2 separate regions of the Callithrix jacchus genome follow, and region 1 is linked to region 2. A link is a contact called in public Hi-C data. All regions are on one chromosome and are shown on one strand. Each heading gives the region's core, a stretch centred on a gene start, on an enhancer-like site or on the middle of the called end of the contact. The rest is flanking DNA. Distances are from core to core; before and after follow the strand shown. Region 1 holds the start of CASKIN2 (CASK interacting protein 2). Region 2 has its middle 20 kb from the start of GRB2.

Evidence for each region. Hi-C and Micro-C count contacts between places; a contact is called where the count stands out from the background.
Region 1: a contact with region 2 is called in a Hi-C map of skeletal muscle, with 6 times the contacts expected there. The contact joins the promoter of CASKIN2 here to the enhancer-like site in region 2. A contact is called at or near these places in 2 of 3 Hi-C or Micro-C datasets (both in skeletal muscle).

The regions. Positions count from the first base shown.
Region 1 is chr5:131,412,130-131,415,846 of calJac240_pri, reverse strand. It overlaps CASKIN2 (CASK interacting protein 2), which reads left to right and starts at 1,436. Exons shown (of 21, transcript XM_054256492.2): 1 at 1,436-1,572; 2 at 2,735-3,223; 3 at 3,521-3,618. TSEN54 (tRNA splicing endonuclease subunit 54) reads right to left here and starts at 467. Exons shown (of 10, transcript XR_013535991.1): 1 at 352-467; 2 at 48-212.
Region 2 is chr5:131,325,152-131,328,763 of calJac240_pri, reverse strand. No RefSeq gene overlaps it. Among named protein-coding and RNA genes, the nearest start is that of GRB2, 20 kb to the right of the region's middle. Within about 2 kb of position 1,338, at least 1 of the 16 cell types and tissues checked has an H3K27ac peak or open chromatin away from gene starts, as enhancers often do. A contact at or near this core is called in skeletal muscle, where this site is marked.

The DNA.
Region 1 (3,717 bases), core at 187-2,686, 87 kb before region 2:
CCGTCTCCGCCCCTGCTCCTCCCATTCCCCGGGCCCGCCCCTCTCACAGGCGCTCTACGCGCTGCTCCGCCAGCAGCTGCCAGAGATCCTCCCGGCACCTGCGCAGCCGCTCGGCTTGGGCCGCGGAGCCGTCGGGCAGAAAGTCCTTGGGGCCATGCGAGCGCTGGGGCAGCTTCTGCGACCGCGAGCGGGCGGCAAAGAGCTCCCGGGCGCTGTGGGAAAAGGGGACTCAGGATCAGCGCCACCCATCGGGGGCCGCTCGGCCCGGTCTGGGAGCTGGTTTTCCTACCCGCGCTGGTCTAGCGCCCTCCCCCGCACATCCCCCTCGGGCCGGGCCGCGCTGCGCCGCACCTGAGCACGCGTCCCGCAGGAACCTCCACTGCCGCCGGCTGGGGTTCGGGCTCGCGCTCAGGCTCCATCCCGCCGCCGCCTGCCGCTGCGCGCGCTGCCACGCCCCGCCCACCACTGGAGCTCCGCGCTGCCCTAGCGCCCGCCGATCCGTGCCGCCGCGGCAGCCCGCCCCTTTCCCCGCCCGCTCGGCGCCCTCCTGACTGTCCCGGGTCCTAGTGCCCGCACTGAGGCACGCGCCCCGACGCCGAGGCTCGGAGCTCAGCCCGCAGGTTGCTGGAGGTGCAGGATTCCCTTCTCCTCTTCCCAGCCCTCCTCGGGGCTTCTCTCCAGTAAAGCCTCAGGAGCCGGAGGCTGGGAGGGCAGTACGAATGGTCACACGTGTTACCGCCCCTGTGCAGCCCCGCGCTGCTTAGTCCCCACCGTCCGGGCTGGGCAAGAAGGGCAGAAGGGCGAGCAGAGGGTGCGCAAATTCCGACTTTGCAGGCCAAAGGACACCCGGGGACTGTCAGGAGTGGTCCGGGGAGGTTTGCCATTCCTTCGGGATCTTCCGTCGGGTCCCTCCGGCTGAGCTGGGAAGCCAGGTTTCAAGGGGCAAGGGCGGGAGGCGCTGTCCGGCACGCGACGGTGCTGAAGCGCCACCTCCGCCCGGCACGAGCGCCTCCTAGAGGCTGGGGTCCCCGCGCCGCCCCCCGCGGGCCGCTCGGGCGCCGTCCGCTAGGTGGTGCTATTGCCCGGCCAGCAGCCACGGGTGGACGACACCGGCCGCGGGCGGAGAGTACTGCAAGTGGGATCCCGCGTTTTGGTTGCCAACCCCCTTCACCTTACGTCTTCTCTCCCACCAGTCTGACCCGGAGTGTCTCGCCCTTGAGTCTAACTCCAGGGCCCCAGCTCCACCACCCGCCGCCTCTCCCTTTTACCTGGGCGCATGCGCTGATCCGGTCAGCGCCCCCGGTGCGGGCGGACGAAAATGGGGGCGGGACCTGGCACGGATGGGGGCGGAGCCGCCGCAGGTGACTGACAGCCTTACTGCGCGGCCGGGACGGTCCCTCCGCTCCCGATCCGGCGGGAGGGAGGGGGGAGGGGCGGGATTTCCTGCGGGAGGCGCCGAGCCGGCCTTGGAAAAGGAGAAGGAGAAAGCGGGGCGGGGGGGTGTGGGAGCCACCGTCCTGAGTGCCAGGGACCGAGCAGGGCCAGCCGGACCCCGGCGGGCGGCCGGGAAAGGTGAGGCCCGCGCTGGGGGTCAGCGGCCCTGGGGGCGGGCGCAAACTAACTTTCCTTGCGGGATTCGCGGGCGCCTCCACTTCCCCGCTCCTTCCGCCCTCCTCGCGCCCCTTTTTCCATCCTCCGCGTTTATACCTCGGGGCTTGGCCCGCCCGGCTTCTCCCGCCGCTTTGTTCCCCGGGTGGGCCTGGGCTGGGCTGGGCTGGGCTGGGGGGTTGCGCGGCGCTGGAGGGACATTCCGGGGGGCGGGGGAGCCAGCCCGACCCCAGGCACTGCCAAGGGCGCCCTCCGCCTGTGTCGGCAACGGTCCCCGAGTGGGAGTGCCCCTGGGCTGGGCTTGGGACATTTGGGGACTGAGGGGTTCCCGGCTAGGGCCCCAGGCCTGCGAGGATCTCATGCCACAAGACTTTGGCAACAAATTCGCTGCCACCGAGAAACTGACGTAAGCTTCTTTGCAGTGGAGTCCAGGGTTTGGGCTTCAGGTTCAGGCCTGGGGGGCTTGGGAGCCCGTTTATCAGCCGTGCCCCAGCTCTGTGTTCGTTGCCCAGCTGCTCCTCCACCCGACACAAGGGGCGAGGACAGGTCAGCAACAGGTGCTGTGAGCTTCGCTCTCCAGCAGAGCCCCCAGAAACGGGGGGCCAGAAGCACTTCATGCCCTCCGTTCACAATGAGCCCTAGGGCTAGGGCATTCAGCCTTTACTCCTCCGTAGGGAGGAGTCCGGGGGTTGGCGCCTTTGACAGGGAGTGACCCCTGCCCGCCTGCCTGTGTCTGACCCTCCCGGCCCCACCTCCTGGCCCGCCAGTTGTCTGTGGGTGTCGGAGCCTCGGGCCGTGGAGAACAGGCTGCTGGCCCGGCCTGCCCCAGTATGTCATGCTGCCAGGGCCCCTCCTGCCCAAGGTTGAGGTACTGCCAGGTGCCCTGGGGCCCCAGTGACTCAGCCTCCCCCTCCCAGAATGCCACCTCCCCCCCACCAATACTCCTCTCAAGCATGGCAGCTTCCTCCGAACTTGAAGTGGCTCAGCTTCTCCATCAACTCTGAGTGGAGCCAGAGGGGCTTTGGGGCTTCCTTAAGGTCCTGTCCTGCTCATCCTCTGCACCCCGCTTCTGGAAGCCTTCCAGGCTGTGGCCCAGCATTCAACAGACACACTGCCCCTTTTCCAGACCCCTGGGACCCGTGCTGCCTGAGGCCCAAGGGAATGCTGGCTGCTCTCTGGGTGGGCACTGGTGTTCCCCAGCCAAGCCGGGAAGATTGGTGTGCCCGGTCCCGGCCCATCCTGGAGCTGTCGGAAGCCACAAGCTGATATCCATCCAGATTTCCACGTAACCTCCACCCCCACAAAGATTGGCTTTCCTTCCTGTGGTGGCAGTTCACATAGCACCTTTGGGAGTGTCCCTCAGCACCTGACGAGGAGCCCGCTGCCTGGGACACCACACTTGCTCCCCCAGAACCGGGAGCCCTCCAAGGAGCTGCGGCATGGTGCCCTGACACCCCAGCTTGGACCCTTGCCTGCCTTTGCCCTGGACTCCTGAGCGCAGAGCTCAGACCAGGAGCCAGGATGGGTCGTGAACAGGACCTGATCCTCGCTGTCAAGAATGGAGATGTGACCGGTGTGCAGAAACTGGTGGCTAAGGTCAAGGCCACAAAGACAAGTGAGTGCTTGGTGGGGTGAGCATCTAGCTGAGGCCCTCTGAGTGTTCAAGTCACAGAGGTTTGGGGCATGGGGGTGGGTCACTGTGATCTGCATACTTGAGGAGGGTGGACTGTCTTGTTCTCAATAAGAAGGACCTCTGTGTGTGAGAGCCAGAGAGAAAGTTGGGTTCCCCTTGCTGTGTGTCCTTAGGCAAGTCACTTAACCTCTCTGGGCTGCAGTTTCCTTGCTTGAAAAATGAGAGGGTTGAAGTACATTCATTCACGTTGTTATTGAGTGCCTATTGCTTGTCACCCAGGCTGGAGTGTAGTGGCATGATCTTGGCTCACTGGAACCTCCAACTTCTGGATTTAAGCCATTCTCCTGCCTCAGCCTCCTGAGTAGTTGGGATTACAGGTGTGTACCACCATACCTGGCTAATTTTTTTAAACACATTTTTGGTAGAGGTGGAGTTTCACCATGTTGACCATGCTGGTCTCGAACTCCAGACCTCAA
Region 2 (3,612 bases), core at 89-2,588:
ACATACACATAAAAAATTCAAAAGATGGCCGGGCACAGTGGCTCATGCCTGTAATCCTTGCACTTCAGGAGACTGAGGTAGGCGGATTACCTGAAGTCAGGAGTTGGAGACCAGCCTGGCCAACATGGTGAAACCCCGTCTCTATAAAAATACAAAAATTAGCCAGGCGTGGTGGTGCATGCCCATAATCCCAACTACCGAGGAGGCTGAAGCAGGAGAATCACTTGGATCTGAGAGGTGGAGGTTGTAGTGAGCTGAGATAATACCACTGCACTCCAGCCTGGGTGACAGAGCAAGACTCCATCTTAAAAAAAAAAAAAAATTCAGGCTGGGCGAGGTTGCTCACACCTGTAATCCCAGCACTGTGGGAGGCTGAGGTGGGTGGATCACCTGAGGTCAGGAGTTCGAGACCAGCCTGACCAATATGGTGAAACCCCGTCTTCAAAAAAAAAATTCAGGCCAGGCGCAGTGGCTCACGCCTATAGTCCCAGCACTTTGGGAGGTCTAGGCGGGTGGATCATGAGGTCAAGAGATCAAGACCATCCTGGTCAACAAAGTGAAACTCCGTCTCTACCAAAAATATAAAAATTAGCTGGGCATGGTGGTGTGCCCCTGTAGTCCCAGCTACTCGGGAGGCTGAGGCAGGAGAATTGCTTGAACCCAGAAAGCAGAGGTTGCGGTGAGCTGAGATCGTGCCATTGCACTCCAGTCTGGGTAACAACAGCGAAACTCCATCTCAAAAAAAAAAGAAAAAAATTCAGAAGACATAAAGAGGTATACAGTGAAAAATATGTCTCTCTCCCACCCTTGTCTCCTACCTCTTGGATTTCCTCCTCTGAGGCAACTAATATATGAGTATCCTCCCAGAATTTCTCTTTGAGTTAAAAAACTACCTCCCAGGGAAATTCATGTCGAAGAGTACCGCGATGGGAGCATTCTCACAAATATTTTGCTAAGTATTAGGAAGAGCAGTGTGATAATAAAGACAGCTGCCTGTGTGGTCTTGTTGGACCCTGAGTTTCAGGAGTATTTTGACAACATATTTAGTTCTCTGCAGCCTGAGCCAGACTGGATGAAGTCTTTCTAGCTATATTAAGACACATAGGCTCAGAAAAGCAATATGATTCAGAAGCAGAATTGACAGCTCCCCAAGCAGAAAGTCCCTCTCCAGGAGCCACCTTGCTTCATCTTTCATGAAGGATATCCGGGCTGGGCGAGCCAGGCTTGGATATCTGCACTGCGGACTGTGGTCTCATTCCCTGCATTCCCCGTTTGCCGAGCCCACATTACTCACATTCCCCTAGGGTTTAGATTATTTTCTTCCCTCCTGGACAGACATACTTGGGGTCACATAGCTTTGCCTTCAGCTGCTAGAGGGTCCCAAGGACAGGTTAGAAGAGACAATGATCAGAGGCTATGTGAAAAGAGCAAGGATTCCTTCCTGCATTCTCCTGCTGGCTGCTGGAGTCCAGCTTCTGTTCTGTAAAATGTACAGATCTTATATTTATCTACGATCGACTTGACCAATTTAAACTCACTGAAGTCCTAGGCACACCTGTTTATTGGATAAACAGGGCCACTTGTGCCACGCTGTTAATAGAGTAACTATATTTATTTCTTTATTTTTTGAGGCAGGTTCTCACTTTATCACCCAGGCTGGAGTCCAGTGACATGATCTTGGCTCACTGAAACCTCCGCCTCCTGGGCTCAAATGATCCTCCAACTTTGGCCTCCCAAGTAGCTAGGACCACAGGCACCACCATGCCTAGCTAATTTTTCTACTTTATGTAGAGACAGGGTTTCGCCACGTTGCCCAGGCTGGTCTCAAACTCCTGGGCTCAAGCGATCCTCCCACCCCTGCCTCCCAAAGTGCTGGGATTTCAGGCATGAGCCTCCATGTCTGGCCACTATGTATTATTATGGATTTACAGAGCTTAGATATGATATATTAAATATATTTAGAGAGTTTATTGCCTTGTCTCTGACCTTCTACCAAACAAACAGGTATCTAATCACCTCAACTGAAAGACATTCTGCAACCTCAGTAACACATTCCAGTATTTAACTCTTATGTCAAAAAGTCCCATTTTTTATATTCCTAGAAACACACAATTGACCAGGACTGAATCATGGGGAAATAGGAAATCTGAATATATTAAAACAGTAATTAAAACCTCCCAAAAAAGAAAATCCAGGACCATATGGCTTCACTAGTGAATTCTTTCAAACATTTAAAGAAAAATGAACACCAATCATTCATAAACTGTCCCCAAAAAATTGAAGAGGAAGAAATACTTCCAAATTCATCTTATAAGACCAGTGCTACCCGAATATCAAAGCCAAAGACACTAACAGAATATAAAACTACAGACCAATATCTGCTGAATACTGATGCAAAAATCTTTTAAAAATACAAATAAACTGAATATAAGAGTATATTAAAAGAATTATACACCATGACCAAGTGGATTTATTCCTGGAATACAAATGACTATTTCCAGTGCATACAGGAGTATACAGAGACGTATTTATGTCTGTTAATGTATCTATTTTATTTCATGTAGATGTTTTGAAACTGGCCCACTTTACTGTTTTACAGTTTTCTAAGTGATTTGCTTAGATTTTCCAAGAAGGCAAGCATACCACTAATAAAAAAGGTAAATTTTTCTCTTAAAAAAAAAAATCAAAAAGGTCCCACTTGGATCTAACCTGAATTTGCTATGCTAGAATTCTTCTGGTTTCCAATAAATAGGGAGAACAACAGTGGTTGTATTTCATCGCACTTTGTACTTTGAGACGTTCACTAAGCCCTTGTCCCCTTAATACTAAATAAAAGCCCATTCAAGTTCTTTCATCTTCTATTTGTGTTTAATTTCTTCTTTTTTTTTTTTTTTTTTTTGAGATAGAGTCTTGCTCTGTCGCCTAGGCTGGAGTGCAGTGGCATGATCTCGCCTCACTGCAACCTCTACCTCCTGGGTTCAAGCGATTCTCATGCCTCAGCCTCCCAAGGAGCTGGGATTACAGGCATGTGCCACCACATCTGGCTAATTTTTGTATTTTTAGTAGACATGGGGTTTCATCATGTTGGCCAGGCTGATCTCAAACTCCTGGCCTCAAGTTATCCAGCCACCTCGGCCTTCCAAAGTGCTGGGATTACAGGTGTGAGCCATGGTGCCTGGCCTCTATTTGTGTTCATTTTCCTTTTTTTGAGACGGAGTTTCGCTCTTGTTACCCCGGCTGGAGTGCGATGGCATGATCTCAGCTCACCGCAACCTCCACCTCCTGGGTTCAGGCAATTCTCCTGCCTCAGCCTCCCGAATAGCTGGGATTACAGGCATGCGCCACCATGCCCAGCTAAATTTTTGTATTTTTAGTAGAGACAGGGTTTCACCATGTTGACCAGGATGGTCTCTCCTTTTTTTTTTTGCTCTGTTGCCCAGCTGGAGTGCAGTGGCACAATCTTGGCTCACTGCAACCTCTGCTGCCCAGTTCAAGCAATTCTCCTGCCTCAGCCTTCTGAGTAGCTGGGACTACAGGTGCATGCCACCACCTCTGGCTAATTTTTTTTTTTTTTTAATTTAGTAGAGATGGGGTTTCACCATGTTGGCCAGG